Linked DNA regions of Mus musculus: regions 1 and 2 are each linked to region 3. The links are chromatin contacts, called in public promoter capture Hi-C maps. All regions are on one chromosome and are shown on one strand. Each heading gives the region's core, a stretch centred on a gene start, on an enhancer-like site or on the middle of the called end of the contact. The rest is flanking DNA. Distances are from core to core; before and after follow the strand shown. Region 1 holds the start of Tdg (thymine DNA glycosylase). Region 2 holds the start of Nfyb (nuclear transcription factor-Y beta). Region 3 holds the start of Tmem263 (transmembrane protein 263).

Region 1 (2,820 bases), core at 62-2,561, 2.5 Mb after region 3:
ATGACTCAGTGGTAAGCTTGCTTAGCACACTGGAGGCTCTGGGCTCAATCCCCAACCACACACTCCCAAATAATAATAAAAATCTGGGTTCATTTTTAAATCATTTCAGTAGTATGACATCAAGGTCTTACACACACACACTATTTAGTCTTGGGTTAGAGAGAGAGAGAGACAGACCACACACACGTACACACACATGTAATATTGTGCCTCTTTTTGTTAATGATTCACTATTGCATCCATTCAGCATGTATTTATGTAGACTCCAGTTCAACCTATCAGTTCTACAAACCCCTCTGAAAGTTGGGCCGGCATATTTCCCACTTTCACCAGCAGGTCCCTGGCACCCTGTAGTTGGTAAAGGCTTTAAGATAGGTCTACCTGTCCTGTGAGTAGAGGCCCTTCTGCAGTGTCCCTTGGATCTTTGAGTGGTAAACCAGACTTTCATTTCAACTCCCATGGACTGCCATCAGCCCCCGTCAATCTGCTCAAAGATGTACCATAATACAGCCGTCGAGTGGGAAGGCGGGCTGAAGACAGAATCTCTTGCCTAAGTTCAATGTCCATTTGCCACTTAGAGGCAAGCTAATTCTTCGCCAGGCAGGGCTAATACCTAAATCTCCATTCCTTTTACCTGCGAAGACCTTGCCATTTTGTTTTTCTTAGCTTTCTGCGAAGAGTCTAAATCCCCAAACCTATACTTTGTCAGGCCCGCCCTGACATCCCCATTACCACTAAGGGACAATTTTAAAGACCATCCCAGAATGAAAGACATCTACAGATTGACTTCTTAGCGTGTTATACACACTCCACAGCAATAGTATCTATCCCGCGAGGATGAGAAGGACCCCGCAGCAACCGCGGCCACAGGGTACCCGCTTCGCCTTTACAGTCCACGGTGACGGAGGGTGAAGAACCGCGCGGGCGGAGGCTGCGGCCGGGCACACACCACCTTTTAAAGCTCGCGGGTACGGGAGGCAGAGGACGTGCGCGGACCTGGGAGGGGGGGGGGACGTGTGGGGAGCGGGGAGGTCCCCACTGCGCACGCGCAAGCCGGCCTTTGTGCGGGCCGCGGCCCTGACCGACCCCAGCCGCGAGCGCCCGCGTTACCTGCGCGCGGCCTCTGCGTCCATGGCGGCGCCGCCGAGGGTACGGCCACTCCTGCCGAGCCCACGGGCGCCCGCTCTGCCGCTCAGCGCGCGGACTCACCACAGGATCGGGGCGGCCGGTGGATGGACGGCGCTGGCCTCGGCCCCTCCCACGCTGCTACATCACCGCGGCGAGTCCCCAGCGCACTTCCGTCCCCCTCCGAGGAGGCCGGCGGCCTCGCCATCACGTGATGCTGGCCAGGCCAATGGCGTGTCCTTTTCGGGGCGCCCCGACCGCCGCTTAGCCTTTCGGGAAACGTGGATCTCGGCGAGGATGGGGAGCGCCCGGCTGACGTCAGCTTTTGTGGGCTCTAAGTTTCCTTGAAGGTGTGGGTTAAGGGTGATGGCCTTTAGGATGTATTATGCGTGGTGGCAAATTCATGTCTTTTCACCTCAAATTTTGTGCGGATTAAAAGCTACCTGACTTGGGGCTCACAGAGCCTGAGCTACCAACCAGGGAGCTTTCAGGAGCTGGACCTAGACCCCTCTACACGTTTGTAGCAAATGTGAAGCTTGGTGTCCGTGTGAGTCCCCTACAAGTGGAACAGGGGCTGTCTAGGTCTCTGTTCCTTGCCAGTGGACCCAGCGCGGACTGGGGGAAGAGGACTGCGTGTTTCCTCAGTGGGAAAGGATGTGCCTACACTTGCTGAGATTAGATGTACCAGAGTCTTACCCAAGTGGGGCTTCCTCTTCTCTGAGAAGAGAAGGGGGCAGGATTTGTAAGCGTGGGACTGGGTGGGGGTGGGGCTGTGAACGGGACGTAAAGTTAATTAAATTAAAATGAAAACAACCACCCCCTCCCCCGCAACTATGTGTCTTGGCTGGGCGACCCAGCATTTGCATAGACAGTGGCAGGCAGAACTAAGTTCGAGGCTGGCCTGGTTTATAGAGCGAGTTTCAGGACAGGCAATACTACACAGAGAAACTCCGTCGTGAAAAACTAAAATGATAATTATAATAATGATAAATAAATATTGTGCCTTACACAAAACAACATTCTTTCTTTTCAATTGTCTTTCTTGTCAATTCCTGTGATGAGGAGTAGGGCTGATTGGAACTGGAAAACCTAAGATTGGAAGCCACCAATGTTTGGGCCTCAGTTTACTAATCTGTAAGGGGAAGCTCTTGGTAGATTACAAAGATTTCCATAAACAGTTGTCTACGTTGGAGATGGACAAACACTCGCCTAGATGCTAGATGCATCTCTGCTTTAGAACCTTAGACAGCAATCTCACCTCGATTTCTCGGAGGTTCTTTTGGTTTTTGAGATAATTACAAAACTGTGTACCCCTGACTTGGCTTAGAGCTTTGCAGCTGTAGTCCAGGCTGGCCTCAACCTGAGGCAAGTCTCCTGTTCACTCTCTTGCATACTGACTGGGATTACAGGGCATGTATCACCATACTTGACTTTCGGAGGTTCTAAGAGTTTGTTTGTTTTTTTTTTTTAGATTTATTTATTTATTTATTTATTTATGTGAGTACACTGTAGCTGTCTTCAGACACTCCAGAAGAGAGCAGTCAGATCTCATTACAGATGGTTGTGAGCCACTATGTGGTTGCTGGGATTTGAACTCAGGACCTTTGAAAGAGCAGTCAGTGTTCTTAACCGCTGAGCCATCTCTCCAGCCCCAAGAGTTTTCATTTAATTTCTTTTCAATGTCTGCTGTGGGTG
Region 2 (2,928 bases), core at 367-2,866, 2.3 Mb after region 3:
TATACATAAAATAGATAAATCTTTAATTTTTTTTAAAAGGAAATAACAGAGTGGTAAATCTGGCTAGTAAGAAGGGGTCCTGGGCCCACAGGTGGTGGTGGTTCACTCCTTTAGTCCCAGCATTGGGGAGGCAGAGGTAGGCAGAACTGTGAGTTTGAGGCTAGCCTGGTCTACAGAGTGAAATCCAGGACAGCCAGGGCTACACAGAGACATCCTGCCTTGGAACAAACAAACAAACAAACAAACAAACAAAACCAAAACAAGAGAAGAAGGGAGAGGAAGAGGAGGGTGTCCTAGAATTTGGTAGATTCAGGTGGTGGTGCTCCTAACTCCTCTTGAAATAACCGAGAAAGACTCATTTGTTCTTGCTTCCTTATTTACCTGAGAAATATTTATTTATTCTAGACACAGCGGGATATCAATAAATAACATATTTCAATCTTTCTGTATACTTTATGCACATACTTATATGGAATATACACCCAAACACCTTTTTTTCTTTTTTTGAGATACAGTCCGATTATGTAGCCCAGGCTGGACGTGAACACACACACTAGGGAGCCCAAGATGGTCTGGAATTTCCAATCTTCCTGTTTGTGTCTCCCCAGTCATGGGTTTAAAAGGCATAAGCCACAACACCAGGGCCTTCTATAATTATTACTACTACAGTTTCTGTTTCTTCAGACAGGGTTTCTCTGTGTAGCCTTGGTGTACTGGAACTCACTCTGTAGACCAGGCTGGCCTTGAGATTTGCCTCCCTTGTCTTGGAATTAAAGGCGTGCACCTGCCTGACCCAGCCATACTATTATTTCTAAAGACAGGGTCTTAATGTATCTCTGGCTGACCTAGAACTTTCAGTCTTGCTTACTTATCCTTGTTAAGTCCTAGGACAATAATTTTCCATCTATCTGGGTGCAGGTATCCTGCAGTACTTTGCAGTGGCTGGCCATGCAGGACATTTTGGATCACCACCACAAGGGAGAATGGTAGCCAAGGGACATTTGATCCAGATTTCAGTGAGGCCGACAGGGAAGGCCTTAAATGCACAGAGGCCATGAGTTTTTGCAGCCCAGTGTTATCTGGTTGGGAAATGAGCACTTTAGGTAGTAAGCCAACTTGGTAGGGCAGACCTAACACCAGAACACAGCACCAGGGTACAGGGTGGAAGTCGGCTGGGACAGCCTACCTGTTAAACTTGGAGGAAGGGGATGGTGTGCTAAAATGAAAAACTAACATCTTTGTTCACTGTGACTTGAGAGGGAACGCTGTGTGCCTGAGGTGGCTTGGAGGGATACCTAGAAAACATTAGGTGCCTAAAGCATTCTGGAAAGTAGCTCAGGTGTAGATCCCCTCCGGGGCTGAACTCAGGCGGGCGAGACGCTGGTTAGTGGGGAAGGAGGAGCTGGAAGGAGAAAGAAGCCAGAGCAAGCCTTTCCGCGTGGAGCTCTGGATGAGAACGCCGGCCTCTCGGACGCCCTGAAGAGCGAACATCCAGAGCCCGCCCGCGCGCTTTTACGGACCGCGCGCCTTGCTCAGAGGCTCCGGGGCGGGGCCGGGGGCGGACCGGGGCGTGGCCTCGGGCGCGGGCGTCGCGGAGGGAGGGTGTCACGTAGAGGGAAGCGGCCCGCGGCGGAGGGAGGGGAGGCCGAGTCCTGGAAGTGGAGCTCCGCGCTGGGACTGGTTCCTTCGCAGCCATTTTCTGTCCAACCAAACAGCCGATTGGAGACGGGAGCCAACCAGGGCTGCATTGGAGGTTTGTGTCTCGCTTCGGCCAATGATCGCTCCTAAACCGACTCCACTTTAGCTCGAATGAAATGTCCGTCTCCTCCCGGCGCCGTCCCCGCCGCCAACGCCGCGGCGGTCGGGGGCACTCGCAGTCCGCAGTCTTCGGGCGGGCCGGGCCTCCGGGCGAGGCCGCTGTGCTTCGGGCCGGGCCGGGCCGGGCCGGGCGCGGGGCGGCGGGCGCTTTGTGCGCGGGGCCGCGAGCCGCGGTCGGGCTGGGCCGGGCGGCTGCGGGGCTCTCGCGGCGGCAGCCCCGGGCCGGCTCCATTTTGTCCGGGGAGCCGGCGGGCGGGGAACGCTGCGCCCCGGAGCGGCCGCTTTGTCTCCCGCATCCCGCCGGCGGCGGGCGTTGGGCACGGGCGGCGGGGGGATGCGCTCCGCGGGGCCGCCCGGGCACCTGCGAGCCGAGGCGGCGGGTCCCTGCGAGGAACGAGCGGCCTGGCGGGCCCCCGGCCCGCTCCGCGCCTACAGCATGCAGCCATCTGGCGCCTGGCTCGCCCCGGACTTGCCCCGAAGGTGGGAAGGGAGCCTTGGAGGTTGCACGGAGGTTTCAGTCACCCGTGCTGGGGGGGCGGGAGGGTCTGCGAGAACAAAGAATTTACGGAGCACCCGCAGATCCTTTCATGCCTAAAGTCTAGAAGAGGGCTGTTTGATGTAGACAAGGTTAGGTAGCAGACGACCTTTAAAAAAAATGGCATCCCGCTAATCTTCACAGACCCTAGTTTTTGTAGATGGTGCCACAAATCACCCGAGTGGCTTCAGCTCTCAGTAAGGAAACTAATCGGTAACAGAAAGTGATGGCTCAACTGGTCAGTAGTAGTGGCATTAATAAATAGGAGCTTTATGGATGAGATACTGAGAGTTTAACCAGAATTCCTTTAAAGGCAAATGATTCCTCCTCTGCACTGCTCTTTGTAGCTTAATTTAAGGATTCTATCGATGCAAAGCTGTGGTTGTCGATGCCAAAGAAAGGAGGTTGGAGGAAGGGAATCTGCTTTTCTTGGATACAGATTTGCATTTCTTCAAACACCAAGCAGATGTATGCATTCCCTTGAGCTATTACACAGATTATAACCTGCCCTGAAGAAAATGCTTTCCATATGAAGAGAGATATTCTTAATGGATTAAGTCTAAGTATATACTTAG
Region 3 (2,708 bases), core at 78-2,577:
GCGTTCACAAGATACAAAAGACACAATCAAGTAAGATTTCGCTTCCTAGTCTAGGTGTTTCTAACTCTTCCCAGCAGCCCTAGCTCCCCCTCATTGATCCACCTTTAGGCACAAGCAAGTCTTTTTTTTTTTCCCCTGAGCAGAGCAGTGACGTGGCAGGAGAGGCAGAAAATGACCCTAGAGGCTGGTGCTGGCTTGGACACCTCCTTCCTCCGCCCCTTCGTTGTCCATCCAGCACACCCTAGTTCCTGCGGAATTCCAATATAAGACGGGCTTAAGAGAGACGATCCAACTTGATCCCGAGTGGCAGCTCCGGGGCTAGACTAGATGCTGCTTGTGCATGGCAGGCTCGGTTTTGGATTGAGCTTGGGGTCGGCAGTGACTGCACTGGCGGCTGCTCCAGGACTCCTTCCCCCCTGCTCCCCAGTCACTCCTTGACACTGCCAGCGCCCCTCTTCATTCCCACACCTGCGGGCTTAGAACAGGCGTGGGAGTGGAGTTCCCGATTTAGGAAGAGCAGCGGGAATCTCCGCTTGGAGCCAAGCCCTGTGTACTTGAACCCACCGGGACCGTTTATCAACAGGTCAGAAGTTAAGTGGGGCAAGGAAGCTGGGCTCCTCCTCGGATGCCCCATCTCCTCCTCCGCACCAGCCTGACACTCAAGGCAAGAGGTCAGACCCAGGCTTCCAGAGCGACTCCCTTCAACTGCAGACACCGCGTCCACAAACTCGTGGACCCACTGGGGTAACCCCATACCTCCGTACGCCCCCCAACGACTCCCGCCCATCCCCCTCCCGTTCAGTGTCCCCCCGCAAAGGGCCAGGCTGGAGCGGCCAGGCCCCGGGGTCGTGCAGGTGAGGTGCAGATGAGGCTAACGGGAAAGGGCCCGGAGTGCGGCCACTCAGGCCGACGACACCCTCCCGCCCCCGCCCCAGCCATGGGACACACTCACTCACCGCGGGGTCGAGGCCGGGAGCTGCGGCCGGGCGGAGGGAGCGGTGGCACGGAGAACAGCAGAAGCGGCCGGGGCAGCAGAGGCCCTGATGCGGCCCGGGAGTGGCTTACGCGACCTAGATGCTCTTCTCCGGCTCAGAAGTCGGAAGACTCTCGGTGCGAGGTCGGTGCGAGGCGGCGGCGGCGGCAGCGGCGGCTTCTGGCTGCGGACGTGGCGCCTGACGCGACCCGCCCCCTCCGCAGCCTCCGGAGCTCCCGCCTCCTCCCGCGCCTCGGGTTCCGACGCGCACGCGCACTCGCGCCCCCGGCCCTCCGCCCCCCCACCTCCCGCGCCCACCGGTCGCTCGGCGCGCGCAGCCCTCCCAGCAGCCCCCGGCCAGCCTGCGCGCGCGCCTCATCCGGAGGGTCTCCCCGCCCCCTCCGCCCCGGCCACCCAATCAGAGCAGGCGAGGGGGCGCTGCCCCGGCGAGGCGCGCGCCTCCGGCCTCGCCCGAGTCTTCGGCCACTCTCCGGGCTCGAGGGAACTAACGGTTATGGGGGTTTAGAACTTCTCCCCTGAGGAGGGCGGCATGCTCGCCGGTGTCTCCCTCTCCTTCGCCCAGGGGCTTCAACCTTTAGCTGCTGCCCTAAGGGAGTGACGGGCAGGGCCTCTGTCAGTCGCTCTCCCCAGGGCGCTCTGCGAGCCTGTGTCACCGAGTGATAGGGTGAGGCGAGGCCTTGCTAATTTGTGTGGGGTTTTTGTTGTTGTTGTTGGTCCACCTGGAGTCCTTGAGCGTAAACATGTCAGGTTCGCCCTCATCACACAGCGGATGCCCAAGGCCTTTCAGGGGGCCTTGAATTTTGGTAGCGAAAGAAGGTTGGTTCATCGATGTGAGAATTGAACTGGAGAGGGAGGAAAACTGTCACTTCCTAACTAGGGCTTCGTCAGGGCCCCTCCACGTTCTTGCCAGCCTTGGGGGGAGGGGGGATCCCTGGTGGGGTCCTGTAAAGTATTGAGCAGCCTAAGAAGATGCTGTCTGGGAAGTCCTCTGGGTTCAGCGTTGCCTCTGCTTCAGATGGGAAACAGGACAGTGAGCTTCCAAGGGGGCTTGTGATAGCTGCCTAGGAAGGCTGTGAGGAGGAAGCAGAGACGTGACGAAATGGCTACCTGACTAGATAATTGCTATTAGCTTTTCCTTGACTCTCAACATCTTTAAGATAAAAATGACAATAAGTCCACCCTACACTTTTGGGAAAGATAAGAAGAGAGACTGTGGGTGTAAGGGGGCTTTACTGAGAAATTATACCAAAACGTGAGATTTTTTTTCTTTTCACGACCTAGTTATCAAGTGGAAACATACACAGGACAGGGGACCTCAATTTTTAAATGAAAGTAATCAGCGTGGTGTAACTGGATAGCAAGTGTTTATCAAGTCTCAGAAAAGGGATGCTAACAGCAACAACAAAAAATCCTGAGAGGGAGCTAACCTTGGTTCAGTTCTTAAATAGAATGAACTAGAGCTTAACCGTTATCAAATCGATGAATTAAGTCCATTCAGATCACTGTGCTGAAATTATGATAATCTTGTTTTACAGAACTAAAAGAGAATGATGATTAGGAGAGTTTGAACTGTGGTATTAACTGAGTACCAATCTTTTATTGTCATAGACTCCTGAATTCTTAATAGGATTTTAATAGGTGATTTCAAGATTGAACCCTGGGCAAAATTACAATGCAGAACTTTATAACTTTCTTTCCAAATTGACTTACAGTT

Evidence for each region. Promoter capture Hi-C pulls out the DNA fragments that hold promoters and counts their contacts. Capture Hi-C pulls out chosen DNA fragments and counts their contacts.
Region 1: a contact with region 3 is called in a promoter capture Hi-C map of pre-B cells, with 6 times the contacts expected there. The contact joins the promoter of Tdg here to the promoter of Tmem263 in region 3. A contact is called at or near these places in 3 of 39 promoter capture datasets (the C10 cell line, cranial neural crest and pre-B cells), 1 of 484 Hi-C or Micro-C datasets (muscle stem cells) and 1 of 9 other capture datasets (adipose tissue).
Region 2: a contact with region 3 is called in a promoter capture Hi-C map of adipose tissue, with 4 times the contacts expected there. The contact joins the promoter of Nfyb here to the promoter of Tmem263 in region 3. A contact is called at or near these places in 4 of 39 promoter capture datasets (3T3-L1-derived adipocytes, hippocampal neurons, liver and 1 more) and 1 of 9 other capture datasets (adipose tissue).

Annotation. Positions count from the first base shown.
Region 1 is chr10:82,628,329-82,631,148 of GRCm38.p6, reverse strand. It overlaps Tdg (thymine DNA glycosylase), which reads right to left and starts at 1,311. Exons shown (of 10, transcript NM_172552.4): 1 at 1,111-1,311. The coding sequence starts at 1,133.
Region 2 is chr10:82,762,829-82,765,756 of GRCm38.p6, reverse strand. Nfyb (nuclear transcription factor-Y beta) reads left to right here and starts at 1,616. Exons shown (of 8, transcript NM_010914.2): 1 at 1,616-1,753. It also overlaps a transcript of Hcfc2 not described here.
Region 3 is chr10:85,101,246-85,103,953 of GRCm38.p6, reverse strand. Tmem263 (transmembrane protein 263) reads right to left here and starts at 1,327. Exons shown (of 3, transcript NM_001013028.2): 1 at 957-1,327. Fhl4 (four and a half LIM domains 4) reads left to right here and starts at 1,459. Exons shown (of 2, transcript NM_010214.4): 1 at 1,459-1,658.